Regions from separate parts of the Lactuca sativa genome. Here region 1 is linked to region 2. A link is a contact called in public Hi-C data. All regions are on one chromosome and are shown on one strand. The core of a region is the stretch at or near the end of the contact, and the rest is flanking DNA. Distances in the headings are between cores, read along the strand shown. Region 1 holds the start of LOC111920563 (mitotic checkpoint protein BUB3.1). Region 2 holds the start of LOC111920561 (QWRF motif-containing protein 2).

Region 1 (6,636 bases), core at 3,416-5,915, 260 kb before region 2:
TTTTTATTAAAGTATTAATGATATGTCACATATTTTTCCCGAAATTACACTATAATTAATAAACATATTGTTAAAAAATACCAAAAAATATTAAACCGATATTTAAATAAATGTTGAGACCAATATCAAAACATGTATATAAATATAATTCGAATTTTTGATAGACATAAATAACAACATTGATTGGAATCCAAAACCTATTCAACATATTCTATTGATCTACTTGAAATAACGACGTTAATTGGAATATAAACTCAAAAGCTTTATCTTGTTATCATGTGCACCTTCCAATCACGTTATTGTATAGCGAATCAGCTTCACTAATCATATTTCCATCGTTTTAACATGAACTATATTGAAAATCCGTCAGATTTTTTTTTCGTGAATTAAGTAGACATTTTGTGATAAAAGTTGAAAACATACTCATTTTTTAAACATGGTTTCCACTTTCGAGCGAATAACTGATTTTAAAAGGTGTTTAGCCCTAGTTTATTTAGTTGAAAATAGTTTAACATTGTTGAGTATCACAAAAATCAACAAAATACATTATAACATTTAAGTCAATTGCAAAATAGATTAGTTAAAAATCAACAAATTATACTTGCAAATGTGTACGCATGTTTTGTATCTATGTGAATCAAATTTAATCAAGAAAGAAACCGCTGGCTTACTATATAAAACTTGAAACTATCATTTATTAACTATTCTATTAACTATTCATGAAACAAATGATCCACTTTATATCAATCAAATCATGATTCTGAATAGTATGAGATGATCATCGATCAAAGTAACAAAACATGTCACTGTTGCACTACCTGATCAACCAACTTATCCTCCAAACCATGTTGTGCAATCCTATAATACAGAACACCCATTGTCGCCAAACACGCCCTGCATCAATAATTTTATAGCTTTTTCATAACAAAAAAAACGGTAATAACTTGGTACGCATGATATAACAGGTTGTACTGCGTCTGACATGCATTGGACCGAGACTGAGACTCGGACTGACGTCCGTCGCTATAACAAAAATTGCAACTTTTTGCTCCATCCAAAAAGATGGAACAAGACAGGGAACCGCTCTCGATCTCTCTCGTCTGTGCAAAAAGACGTTAATGTCCTCCTCATCTTCATCATAAAAAATAACCCTTGATAGCTTGTGTAGTCCTGTACTGTCTCATTTAACAAACGCAACCTTATGGCTGCGTTTGTTAGACAGGACACAGGACATGATTGGACAAGCTTTTAATGGTTATTTTTTATGATGAAGATGAGGAGGGCATTAACGTCTTTTTGCACAGACGAGAGAGATCGAGAGCGGTTCCCTGTCTTGTTCCATCTTTTTGGATGGAGCAAAAAGTTGCAATTTTTGTTACAGTGACGGACGTCAGTCCGAGTCTCAGTCTCAGTCCAATGCATGTCAGACGCAGTATAACCTGTTCTGTTCTGTCATGTCATGTCTTACATGATTGCTATGACGAGAAGTATTTTTCTTGGATCCATTCTTGATGGTCTATGGTGACGCGATGACGTGTCATCTGCATTACCCTCTTTTTTAGGAGGTGCGGTTACAGGTAAAGTTGGCAAAGCACTTGACCAAAAAGGTACCAATGATCTCAGAAACTTGTCACAACAACTACCTACATTCATAATTATAGAATTATTACACAATACAATAATAAATAATTATTGAATTTTATTGCTCACCTCTTCTTGTATACTTCTTCTTATTAGCATCTTCATCATCTGCATAATAAGAGAATTCAGATGTTAGCTTTTCACCTTGTGGAGTAGTCTTTCTTGTTGTAGCACCAGAATTTGGGCTTTTTGAGAAATTGGGTTCATGTGGAGCATCTTTTTCCACAACATTAATGCTTGAAGGTTTTGAAGAACTGTTTCCAGAGGGAACTTTTGGTTTTAAAGGATCAGAGTCAAAAGCAGGAGGTGGCCCATGAGAATGTTTGGGTGGTGATGAAATTGGATGATTTCCAAACAAGCTCTTCTCATTTCCACTCTGTAAAACAAAAAGTAATGCTTAGTGTGAGAACTGAGAAGGGCATTCACGTCTTTTTGTACACAGTAGACAGTAATTGAAAAGTTAAGAATATAAGAATTGCAATGAAACAAATACTAATTACCTGCATAATTGCTTCCTTCAACTGTGAATGCAGGCGGGAGCCTGAGTTTTTTACATTTTTAGGAGGCCATATCTGCAAAGATGAAGCAACCAAAATGTTGAATTTTTTAATAAACTACAAAAGAGAAGCATTTTTTAACAGTTTACAACCTTTCCAATCATGTTTTATATAAGCAGATAACAAGCTACATAAAAATGAACCATAGACATGAATCTTACTGGAGTTGAACATGCTGGACAAGTAAATCCATCTGGAGCAGTGTCTTGAGGAAAATTTTTAATATGTGAAACTAAGCAATTTGTATGTATATTATCTGAAAACACATAGAGAAAAGAAGAAGAAGAATAAGTAATGTAGCAATTTATAGTAATCTAGTATTCATAGAAGATGAATATCAATATAAAAATTCAAGTGCAATATAACATACGCAAGCAACCCAATCGTGTTATTTGAGGATCATTGCTCTCTGTGAGCACAGTTTGGCAATGGCAGCACTTTGTAGGCCAATCATATTCTCCATCAACTACCCATGCTGAGTATGTTCCAACCTACAAAATCAGCCAAATTGTGTCATTCAAAAGATCAATTTTATGATTATATCAGAATGATATACATGTGACTACAACATACCACGCAAATTTGGTGTTCCTCGAAACATATACATTCACCACAAACAGGAACCTTGTGGACGAAGCAGTACAGTTTAGTTGCCTGTGACGAAAATCTCCAATTTCATTACCAACAATAAACGTGTAACATCGTTGAATAAGCTCTCGATTATCAAACTATTATCGAATTGGAATTCGTAATCCAAAATTAACAGCATTTGGAATATGAATTTAGTAGCTCGGTTTGATCTAAAAGCTTCAATTGTTACTGAGAAAACTACATTGCAGTCGCTTCGCACAATCAAACTGAGGAAATACGTTAAATTGTGTAAAATTATGACGTGATGTGAAGAAAGGGAGAAAGCGTACCTTTCGGCACTTGCAGACCACCATTGGAATGAGTGTAACTGGTTACACATAGGAAAACCTAAATTCGAAAGCTTCCATTGTACGTTACATGTGAAATCGGATAGAATATAGATCAATTTAATGATGCAAATTGTTTATGTAAATTTATAGGGTTTTAGGACAAAATAATGGAAGATCCGAGCAAGAGATCTTTGAAGAAGATGATTATGTGTGATTCTTCGGATATGTGTCGCGAATTCTGAGACAGATTCTTCATTGAAGGAAGATGTGTAGTTTCATATTGCTGGATGTATCATATATGATATTTCTAAGTTTTGTGATCGTACGTAATTTGGTTTTAAATTGCCAAACAAACCGGGCTGTATTGCATGGGCCCGGTCCGGTTCAAAAATCTAATAAAAATCTGATTCGCTCGCTTTTTTTTTACTATATCCGGTTTTTGCATTTGTAAAGGTGATAAATACTAGTAGGTTACATTTTATTTTATTTATTTTAATATTAAAGAGAAATGCGACTAGTAACAATTTCTAGAAAGCCTATGGATATTCTACAAGAAAACAATTTCTAGAAAGCCTCTTACCTCCGAAATTTCTAGAAAAACAACCAATTTAAGCCTTTGTAGAGCCCTCCAGAAGGCTCTCGTGAGCTTTGGAAATCACTTAACTTGAAAAATTAATAAAATTTCAGAAGCCTAAATAAGTTGGAAAGTTAAGACATGGATAATTCAATATTGGCTTAGTCAAATTCAACCCTTTATACTAATATGCATTGGAACATATTTTTCCACCTCACTTGTAGTCTGAACATATTTTTTATTTACAAGTGGAAGGCTATGAATGTACCATCATGCCCCTTGATCCCATAAAGGGGTGGAATCCTTTGATACTTGTCATGTTTGGGATAAATGACATAAATTATATATTGTATTTGGTTCATTTTTATTTGATCAAGATAAAACCCTATATAGGGCAATCAGATAAATATAATTTAGATGTGATTTATCCAAAATTTTTGCTTGAAATTATCGGATTTTGGATAATCCCTTGGATAGGATTCATCCGGATTTTTTTTTCTAGGTTTTGGATGCAAATTATAGGATTTTTAATTGGATTAAAATTCGGTTTCAAATCTTTTGAGGTATCTGAATTGTATCCAATGGATCAGAATGATCTTATCCAGATTTGGATTTCTTTTCGGATACAATAAATCCAAATCCTGTTCGGCACCTTGTTGCTTCACACATCCACATCATCCATATGCTTCCTTTGTCGAACTCCTCTGATAAAACCACCAATCAACTGACAAATATGTGAAATGATGATATCGTAAATATGATTCTTAATCACTAGTGTTTAGTGATTATCTTTATCAGAAAAATATAAAATAATCAATATGATGGTCATTATTTGTAAACAAAAAAGGGTTTTTAAAATATTAATCCACTTTTTTTTTTTTTTTTTTTCATGAATAGCTCTTGCAATTTCTTTTCTCAAAAAACTTAAACCGGGTAATTAAGCCCAATGGCCCATAAAGAACCCAACATCTCGAATAAAATTACGACAATCGAGTGCCCGACTGAATTCTGGAACTCAAACCGAAAAATATTCCCCAAAATTTGAATTTAAAACCCTCAAGATTCGAATCTAACAAAAAATTTGAAACTTTAGTTTAAAATCCCAATCCCTCCTCTTTCTCAACACATACCAGAGCTCCATCTGAACCCTAGATAATTAACTCCGATCAGCAAATTGAAATGGCAGTGGCGCCACCGGTCACCGGCAAGGAACTAATAAATCCTCCGTCTGACGGTATCTCCAACCTCCGATTCTCTCATCACTCCGATCACCTACTTGTGTCTTCTTGGGACAAAGTACGTATTTACTTCTCTCCATCTCCTTATCTACTTATTTAACTAGAATCGAAGCTAAAGAACTCAATCGCTTCATGTTTTCCTTTCCAAACTCCATCTACCTAAAGAAATGTTCCTATATACGGTTTTCGTTTACGAAATTCTGAATCATATTTGAAGATTTTAACATAAAACGAAATGTGTAAGAAGTACCAGTTTTTTTTCGCTTATGATAAGATAAAAGATACATTTTGTTAATCTGTATTTGATTACAAATGCAAATTGTAAAACTGTAGTATCTCTTTAGAGTGTGTTAATGTTACTTATTTTTGATTTAGGGAGTACATATCCAAACATTAGAGCTTAACTCATAATTTCTTTCCCCAAAAGAGCCAGATGATCTAGTAGACTAGTACTTTCCAAAATTTAAGTTGATACTAAATTTATTGCAGATTTAAACTTTAATGGCAACATCATTCAATTTTTAGTAGTTAACAGTTGACTTCATGTAGCAAAATTTCTCCCTAAATCTTAACATTTACATCAATTTCAACTTTCAAGCATCAACTGCCATGCTCTTGGCAGCTCGGTTTAGGAATGGTTGAAGTATTATATTTAGAATAGTGATTGAATGAAACATATACAAGTGTATTTGAATGTATCTAACTTTCTCTCTACACACATACATGCAAAGCTTAATTTATATCAGACTATTGGTGATCAAGATTGTAAGTTTATTAACCTTTTTGATGACAGACTGTTCGATTATATGATGCAAGTGAGAACGTATTGAGAGGAGAGTTTACACATGGAGGTGCAGTTCTTGATTGCTGCTTTCATGATGATAATTCTGGTTTCAGTGCAAGTGCTGATAATACTGTCAGGAGGTAAGCATGAATGTTATACTGAATTACATATGATATGAACCTATAGTAAAAAAGAAGCATTTTTTACTATAATTTCTACTTGAATCTCAGACTTGTTTTCAACAATGAGAGGGAAGATGTTCTTGGACGCCATGATGCCCCTGTTCGATGCATTGAATACTCTTATGCAACAGGTAGTTCTTGACTTCTTGTTTGCAACTTTTACTAATATTTTGACTTTTCTTTGTTCATATGATCTAAAAAGTTCAAATCTACTATCTTGTTTTGTGGTTTTAGGGCAAGTGATTACAGGTAGTTGGGATAAAACCCTGAAATGTTGGGATCCAAGAGGTGCTACTAGTGCACAAGAGCGTGCTCTAGTGGGAACATATGCTCAACCTGAACGTGTCTATTCTTTATCTCTTGTTGGAAATCGTGTAGTTGTTGCAACTGCTGGAAGACATGTTAATGTTTATGATTTGAGGAATATGTCTCAACCTGAACAACAAAGGGAATCTTCATTGAAATATCAAACAAGATGTGTCCGATGTTATCCCAATGGAACAGGTATTGCATATTTTACATTTTATATGGTAAGGGTATTTTGGTCTTTTAATAAAAGAAGGGATGATGGAATTGAAAAATATTGAATTTGAATTCCTTCTACCTATTCTTAAGGATGAAAAAAATTCATTGAACATGGATTCATGGAATTTGAAGGAATCTGACAGAATTGATTTTTGTCAATATACAGATGGAATGGAATCTTGAATTCCAATTCCAAACACCCTTGTGTTTCCATT
Region 2 (6,803 bases), core at 589-3,088:
GATTTTTCTGAACACAAAGCAAAGATTCAAATATTTGCTTTGAATCATAACATTTAACATAAACAAAAATTTAAATACAAAGATTTAATCATACCTCTGATCCACATCTTTGTTTTAATAATGTATCTTCATTCCTAGCATTAACAAATCGCCATTGTAACTGTCGATTATAAAAAAGCCTCAACAAATGTGCATCCACAATTCGATTTTCACCAACTTTCCCTCTTCTAACATCAACTGCAAAACTTAGAACAGAAGGGGTTTCACCAAATCCACTACTAACAATCCCAGAAACCGAATTCCTTCTTGGACTAATCATACCCCTACATGGCGATGATGACACTGATGATGTCATCAACTTACTAGGTGATGAAGGTCTCATTCTATTTGGTGAAGAAGCCATTGTTCTTGGTGATAATAATGGCCCATCGTTTGAAAATTTCTTTGCTAATTTTGATGGGGTCACTAGTTTTGATCCTGGACTAGTTCCACTACTTGAATCTTGTAATCTTCTCATTCGACTACTTGTTTCTTGCCAAAATTTAGCGGACATAACTACCCCTCTGGTTCCATTCCGGTTTGTTTCTTGGATTCCAGATGTGCTACCAGATGAGACGCTATCGGTATCGGAGGAATTCCCATTTGGGTTTTGTTGAATTGGGTTTGAAAGTATGGAATTACCTAAATCCAGTGATAATCTCCCACCATGAACACCATCGACTGATGCCCTTCTGGAATCCATGTTCATGGATTGATGTAAAGCTCTGATTACATTCCCAGATCCGATTATGTTACTCTTTTCAACCCCACAATCTAAACTCAAACTTTTTGATAAAACGGTTTGATTTGATTGACGAGTTCTCGCCGGCCACCGGTGTTGATCTCCGGGTTTTGTATTCTCGGCGTGATCTCCGACTCTTAAAGGGGTACCGGTTCTTTTTCTTTCAGGGGTACCCTTTCGGAAAGTAGTTGAGTTAGGGGAAGTGGGGGTTGCTTTAGTTTTGCTAATCGGTAATGAAAACGCTTCGCCTTGAAAGGAAACGGATAAACTTCGTGTGGATGTTACTAAAAGTTTAGTGGCCGCCGACACCTCGCCGGCACCGCCGGCATTGTTGGATTTCAAGTTAAGATCCGGTCGAGTGGATCGCCTCCGGTCGGCGGAAACAGACCGTTTTGCTGCCGGAGTAGTCGAATTTCTCGAAACGAGAGGAGATGGGAAGCGTCGTGAAGGCGTGGGTGTCGGTAACGATGAGGAATTCGAAGAAGTTGAAGGGGAAGGAGAAGGGGAAGGGGATAAGTACCTTGAAGAAACTTGTCTCGATTTAGGTCTTGTTGGTTTATTAGGGCCGATGATTCCATTATCTTTCTCGGAAGGTAACAACGGTGGTCTTGATTGGTTTGTTGTTTCAGAAATCGCAGCCACCATCATCACAAAATGAAAAACCCAAATGGAAAATCTTCAAAACTCACCTCACATTGTCGATTTACACCAAACAAAAGATCACCAAACTCCCATTTATCCTCAAGAAATCCAAACCCCTGCAAAGACAAAGATCAACAACTACCATAAACTCATGAAATCCGCGAATGGTTCTTTGAAATTTCCAACAATGGCGATGGTTCTGCAACAACAGACACACAGTAGTATTGATAGTACAGTGATGGAATTGAAGATTCAGAGGGAAGGCAGAAGCTTTTTGGCTGTGTTACAGTGAGGGAGAGAGAAGAGGGAGTGGTGGTGAGATTTGGAAAAAAAAAAGTGGGGATAGAAAGAAGAACAGTTGTTATGGTGAGTGGGGTGGGGGAAGGGGGTGTTTTGGTATCTGTGAATCTTGGAGAAACCTTACGCTTAAACAAATTAAATTATCTTTTAAATGTTGCAACAAAACAAAAACTATGGGAGTCTACTCTGTCCGTTTACCCTTTAAATTATAATATTTAATTTGTATTTACACAAATAAAATTTTGATTATTTAATTTATTCTTTATAGTTTATACTTTATAATGTTTCTTAGAAATCAAACATTCATAATGTTTGTACTTTAACTTGTTCATCAAGTTTAACATTTTTAAGTGAAGTTTTAATTTATCTATTTTTCCATTCGAATTACAACATTTAATGTTGGTTTATTAACTAAACTAACCAAATTAGTTTAAGTGAAAAAAGTTATAAAATAACAAGTCCGAAACAGAAAAGTTTGAGAGACTAAGAGTCTACAAAGTTATGAAGATCAAAAAATATGAAGAAAAGCTCAAGAAATCTAAAAATCGAAGACTCAATAATAAGACATTTTGTCAAGTTATTTATAGTAATTTTTCTTTCTAAGTTATTTTTTCATATATATGTTTGAGAGCTTAACCAAAAATAACTTAAGGTTAAGAAAGTTCTATGAGGATGGATTCGGAGGGATGCATAAAATGAATATTGTTCAAAATAAGTGGGGGAGTATTTATGAGGATCGTAAGTATTTAGGACTGAGAAGTTCTTGAGAAATTTAGACACAAATACATGCATTGCGGTCTTGATGTATTGATGGGCTCAAAATGGATTGTCTTGTATGATGTTGGTGACTAGGGGTTTAATGTGATAATATGATAATTAAATCAGTTTTGCTTGGGGGCAAGCAAAAGACTAGTGTGAGGTAGTTTGATAACGTCATTTTTATACATATATTTATAGCGTTTTCTTATTATTTTATATTATGTTTTTATTCCATTTAGAACTAAAAGGTACATATAATGTTTTAATTTATATTTTACAAGTATAAGTTGTTGCTAGAGTGAAAAGGAAGAGAAAAGGCTCTAAATTGGAGTTGGATTGCAAAAGTGAAGAAACGGTTGAAGAAGCCCAGTACGCCCAGCGTAATGGGAGTATGCCCAACATACTGGGTTGGGTCCTAACGTGAATTTTACACCTAACTCCCAGAGTAAGTCCATGTACACCCAAAGTACTTAGTCGGCAGAAAATATTATATATTATGATTTTTAGTTAACCTAAAGGGAGATTACGATTTTTATCCATCCTTGGTCGACAAGAAACACTTCTTCAACCATTTTGAGGGTCTAAAAGGCGACCGGAAGGCTGTTAAGCTGATAGGAGCAAAGATCTGAAGGATAGAGAGTGGATTCATGTCTGAAATCATTTGATTTGTTGTTCTAATCATGATTAGCATTCCAATGTGATTCCAAATACATTTATTTTCTGATTTGACTGTTAAAGCCCTTTGCTTTGTGTTTATAATTAGATGACTCTTTAAGATTATGGATTAATTGCTATTTGGATTGTTTATTCTTGTTTAAATTATTTTGTCAAGTTTGATTCCAAGATCGATATGTGTTAAAGATTGTTACTTTATTACCAATTATTGAATTAATAGAGTTTAGATGATCATTCCGACTGTGTTAATTTGAATCATAATTGCCCATGATCATTGGTAATTATGACTAGAGTTAGATCATAACCTAAGGTTAGGAAATAAAGTGATGAACTTTAATGTGTGTGCATAAGTAGATGATCATTCTATGGATGATTTAATTCCTATGATTATTAGGATTAATAAAGATCAAATCTTTCTTAATACGAACTAAACATTGATTTACATGATTGTTTGTTTACTTAATCGTTGAATTAATAGCTGTGTTAAAATCAAAAGATTAGCTAGTAATCTTATTATGATCCCAGTCATATTAGAAATCGGTGAATAATGAATAGATATCTTTTGTACTTAGTAGTTAGCCAGTATTTTGAGATGAAATCCAGTCTAAACCAAAGTACCTAAAGAGATTTGTCTTCAGTCAGTTTATCGAGATTTGTTGTGTAGCTGTTTAGTTGAGATTTAATTCCATAAAACCCATCTTTACTGTTTTTGTGTGCTTAGTGAACCTATAATCAAAAACTCAAAATTAATTCACCACAATTCCCCTTGTGTTCGACACCTGGTCTTACCACAACTATATTATTGCACGATTAGGTACACCGCCTAGTGTGTTTATTAGTGCAGTTGTGATAAAATCAATTTTATAAATTTAAAACTTGAACAATTTATATATATATATATATATATATATATATATATATATATATATATAAACACATTAGTACCGCAATAGAAAGAATAATTCTAACTGTAGAAGCCTTGACTACCGGACTGAAAGTAGCAGAATAATCAAGACCCAAAACTTGAGTAAACACTTAAGCAACAAGAAGAGATTTAAATTTGTCAATGCTACCATCATCAAGAAACTTGGTATGAAAAAGCCAGTTTGAACCAACAATATTTGAGTTGTGAGGATGTGTCACCAAATCCCAAGTAGCATTATGTTTCAAGGCTTGTTTTTCATCACACATTGTAGCAAACCACTTTGGGTCCTTGGCAGCAGTTTTAAAACCCTTGGGCTTTTTGGTATTAAATAAAGCATGATGTAGAGGTGAAGTAGACACATAAGAAAGATCTGCAAAGTGACGAGGTTTGAAAATTCCTGCCTTTGAGCGAGTAATCATTATGTGTCTTGACAACATCAGTTATCTCACCAGCAACAAGTTTTTCATTGTGTGTCTCGACAACAAGAGGTGTCTCGTCAACATCAGAAGATACATGGGGAGGCGAATTAGTGCATAACTCACATGGAGGAGTGCTAGTTGGTTGCGAAGTTGTGTGAGAAGTAGATGTTGCAGTTGTCATTACAATATGTGGACAACAGAAGTGTGGTTGATGGAGTTGTAGATTGATGACCGTGAAATGCAAAGTGGTTTTCGTCAAAATGAGCATGACGAGAAGTATAAACAGGCTTTGTAGATAAGTTAAGTACAGAGCCTTATTTGTTGTGATATATCGAAACTTAGGTAATGGTCTTGGTAGCGAATGTTTTTTCAATAACGAAGGTCTTCATGACTTCGTTATGTATGTATTTTACTAAGGACTTTTGTAGATTCACTATTAATGTCGAAGTCCTAGTATACATTTTGCATCCGTTGAGTACTTTATAAAAAGAGTAGGTACATAAGTCATATGTAGCTTTTTCGCCATTGTGTGCTTGTATTCTCTCTCCCACTCTCTCTCTCTCTCTACTCCTATATTGTATTATTCTGGATATTGAGATGAATCAAAGATCTTATTTACATCGTGTGTTCAATTTGTACTCTGATTTACGTTTACAATTGATTAAACATCTTTTCAATTGGTATTAGAGCAGGAATCAACATATCGTTTGAAGAATATTGTTCATATTTTCATCTTATTGAATCAATTGTTCCGATTCAATCATTCGGCAAGTGAAAATGTGATTTTTTGTTCAATTATTGTGATTTAACGATTTTGTGATCGTTGATCAATTGTGTTGTATCTGACTTCTTTCTTTTCAAGGTTATCATATTTTTACCCGATTAAATGGAGAATTTAAATGTTAACACTGTAATGAACTATGTCAATCTACTTAGATCTGACACTAAGATTCTGATGTTGCTTTCGGAATATTACAATCGGTAGGCGGATTGTATGGAAGATTACCTTAATGGAATTGATGAGGAATTATGGAAATTGATTGACAAAGGTCCATATCGTGTAGATCATCTTCAAGCAGTTGGAACAACAGGTGAAGCAGAATATATGATTGTTCTAGCAAACAAGTAGAAGGATAATGATAAGAGATGTCTTCGTGAGTTACGTGGAGATTTACCACCAGTCGTATACTACATTTGAGGTTGCACTACTACACAAGAAATCTGGAACATGCTTAAGGAAAAATTCTAAGGGAATGAGCAAATTAAGAAAAGCTTGGTGACTCAATGCCTATCGGAGTTAGCAGACTTCAAACAAAAGGAGAATGAGTCTATCGAAGCCTATTACGATCGATTCAATGAGGTTATCTACAAGTGTACTAGGCATGGTGTTGTTCGCACCACTCTCGAGTTCAACATAACTTTCATTCTAGGGTTAAAGAATGAATGGAAGAATCTCTATCTGATGATCAAGGCTCAGGAGAACTTCGATACTTACTCATTGTCGAATCTCTACAACATTCTGAAATATCACGAGTCAAAGGTGAAAGTGATAGTAGAGGAAAATAACAAAATGAACTTTGGAGGTCCTATGACACTTGTCTTGAAAACCACTAGGAAGGAGTTTGGTCCTAATGGTGAAGCTGATGAGAACAAAGAAGGTTTCTTGCTGAATTCAGATGACGAAGTTGTGGCCTATTACACAAATAATAGGGTCAAGAAGTTTTATAAGAAGCTAATTAGTGGAAACTTCAATAACAGCTCTGTCAAGAAGTCAGTGTCGAATTTTGTTGTTAGTCAAAACAATGTTGAAAAGGTGGAAGAAAAGAAAGAAGAGAAGAAAGTTGAGAAGAATATGAAAGGAGATTATGGTTACAATTGTAGTTATTGTAACAGACAAAATCATCTTGCTCGTGATTTCATGTTGAGAAAGCAAGAAAAGAAGAAGGAGAAAGTAAAAGACGAAGCCTACTGTGCAATGAAGATTGAGGAAATTCATGCAAAGTATAATAATCTCTCCTTGTTTGTGAAGGATGAAAATGATAATGATGGAAGTTATCAGATTTGTCTTCTAGCTCTGACGACAAGGAGATGTGTCATCCTACTCATGGTGTCATGTATACGAAGCACCTTGTTGTCATTTAGGTGCTAAGAGCATGTTTGGTGAGTTTGTGGAAGAGAGTGAATAGGAGGAAGAGATGATAGAAGGAATATGTTTTGTGACAACTACTTTGAAGTCTCCCGTGACCGAGAAGGTACGTGATTTGCTTATCTCTCTTAATGTTGTATTAAATTCTTATAATGC

The links. A called contact is a pair of places that touch in the nucleus more often than the background predicts.
Region 1: a contact with region 2 is called in a Hi-C map of leaf, with 8 times the contacts expected there. The contact joins the promoter of LOC111920563 here to the promoter of LOC111920561 in region 2. A contact is called at or near these places in 2 of 4 Hi-C or Micro-C datasets (both in leaf).

Annotation. Positions count from the first base shown.
Region 1 is chr9:205,633,934-205,640,569 of Lsat_Salinas_v11, reverse strand. It overlaps LOC111920563 (mitotic checkpoint protein BUB3.1), which reads left to right and starts at 4,665. Exons shown (of 8, transcript XM_023916149.3): 1 at 4,665-4,988; 2 at 5,724-5,854; 3 at 5,945-6,027; 4 at 6,131-6,400. The coding sequence starts at 4,872. LOC111920569 reads right to left here and starts at 3,424. Exons shown (of 8, transcript XM_023916156.3): 1 at 3,119-3,424; 2 at 2,772-2,852; 3 at 2,569-2,689; 4 at 2,360-2,454; 5 at 2,142-2,213; 6 at 1,711-2,017; 7 at 1,469-1,643; 8 at 674-894. The coding sequence starts at 3,142. The coding sequence ends at 804.
Region 2 is chr9:205,371,664-205,378,466 of Lsat_Salinas_v11, reverse strand. LOC111920561 (QWRF motif-containing protein 2) reads right to left here and starts at 1,838. Exons shown (of 6, transcript XM_023916147.3): 1 at 95-1,838; 2 at 1-7. The coding sequence starts at 1,429.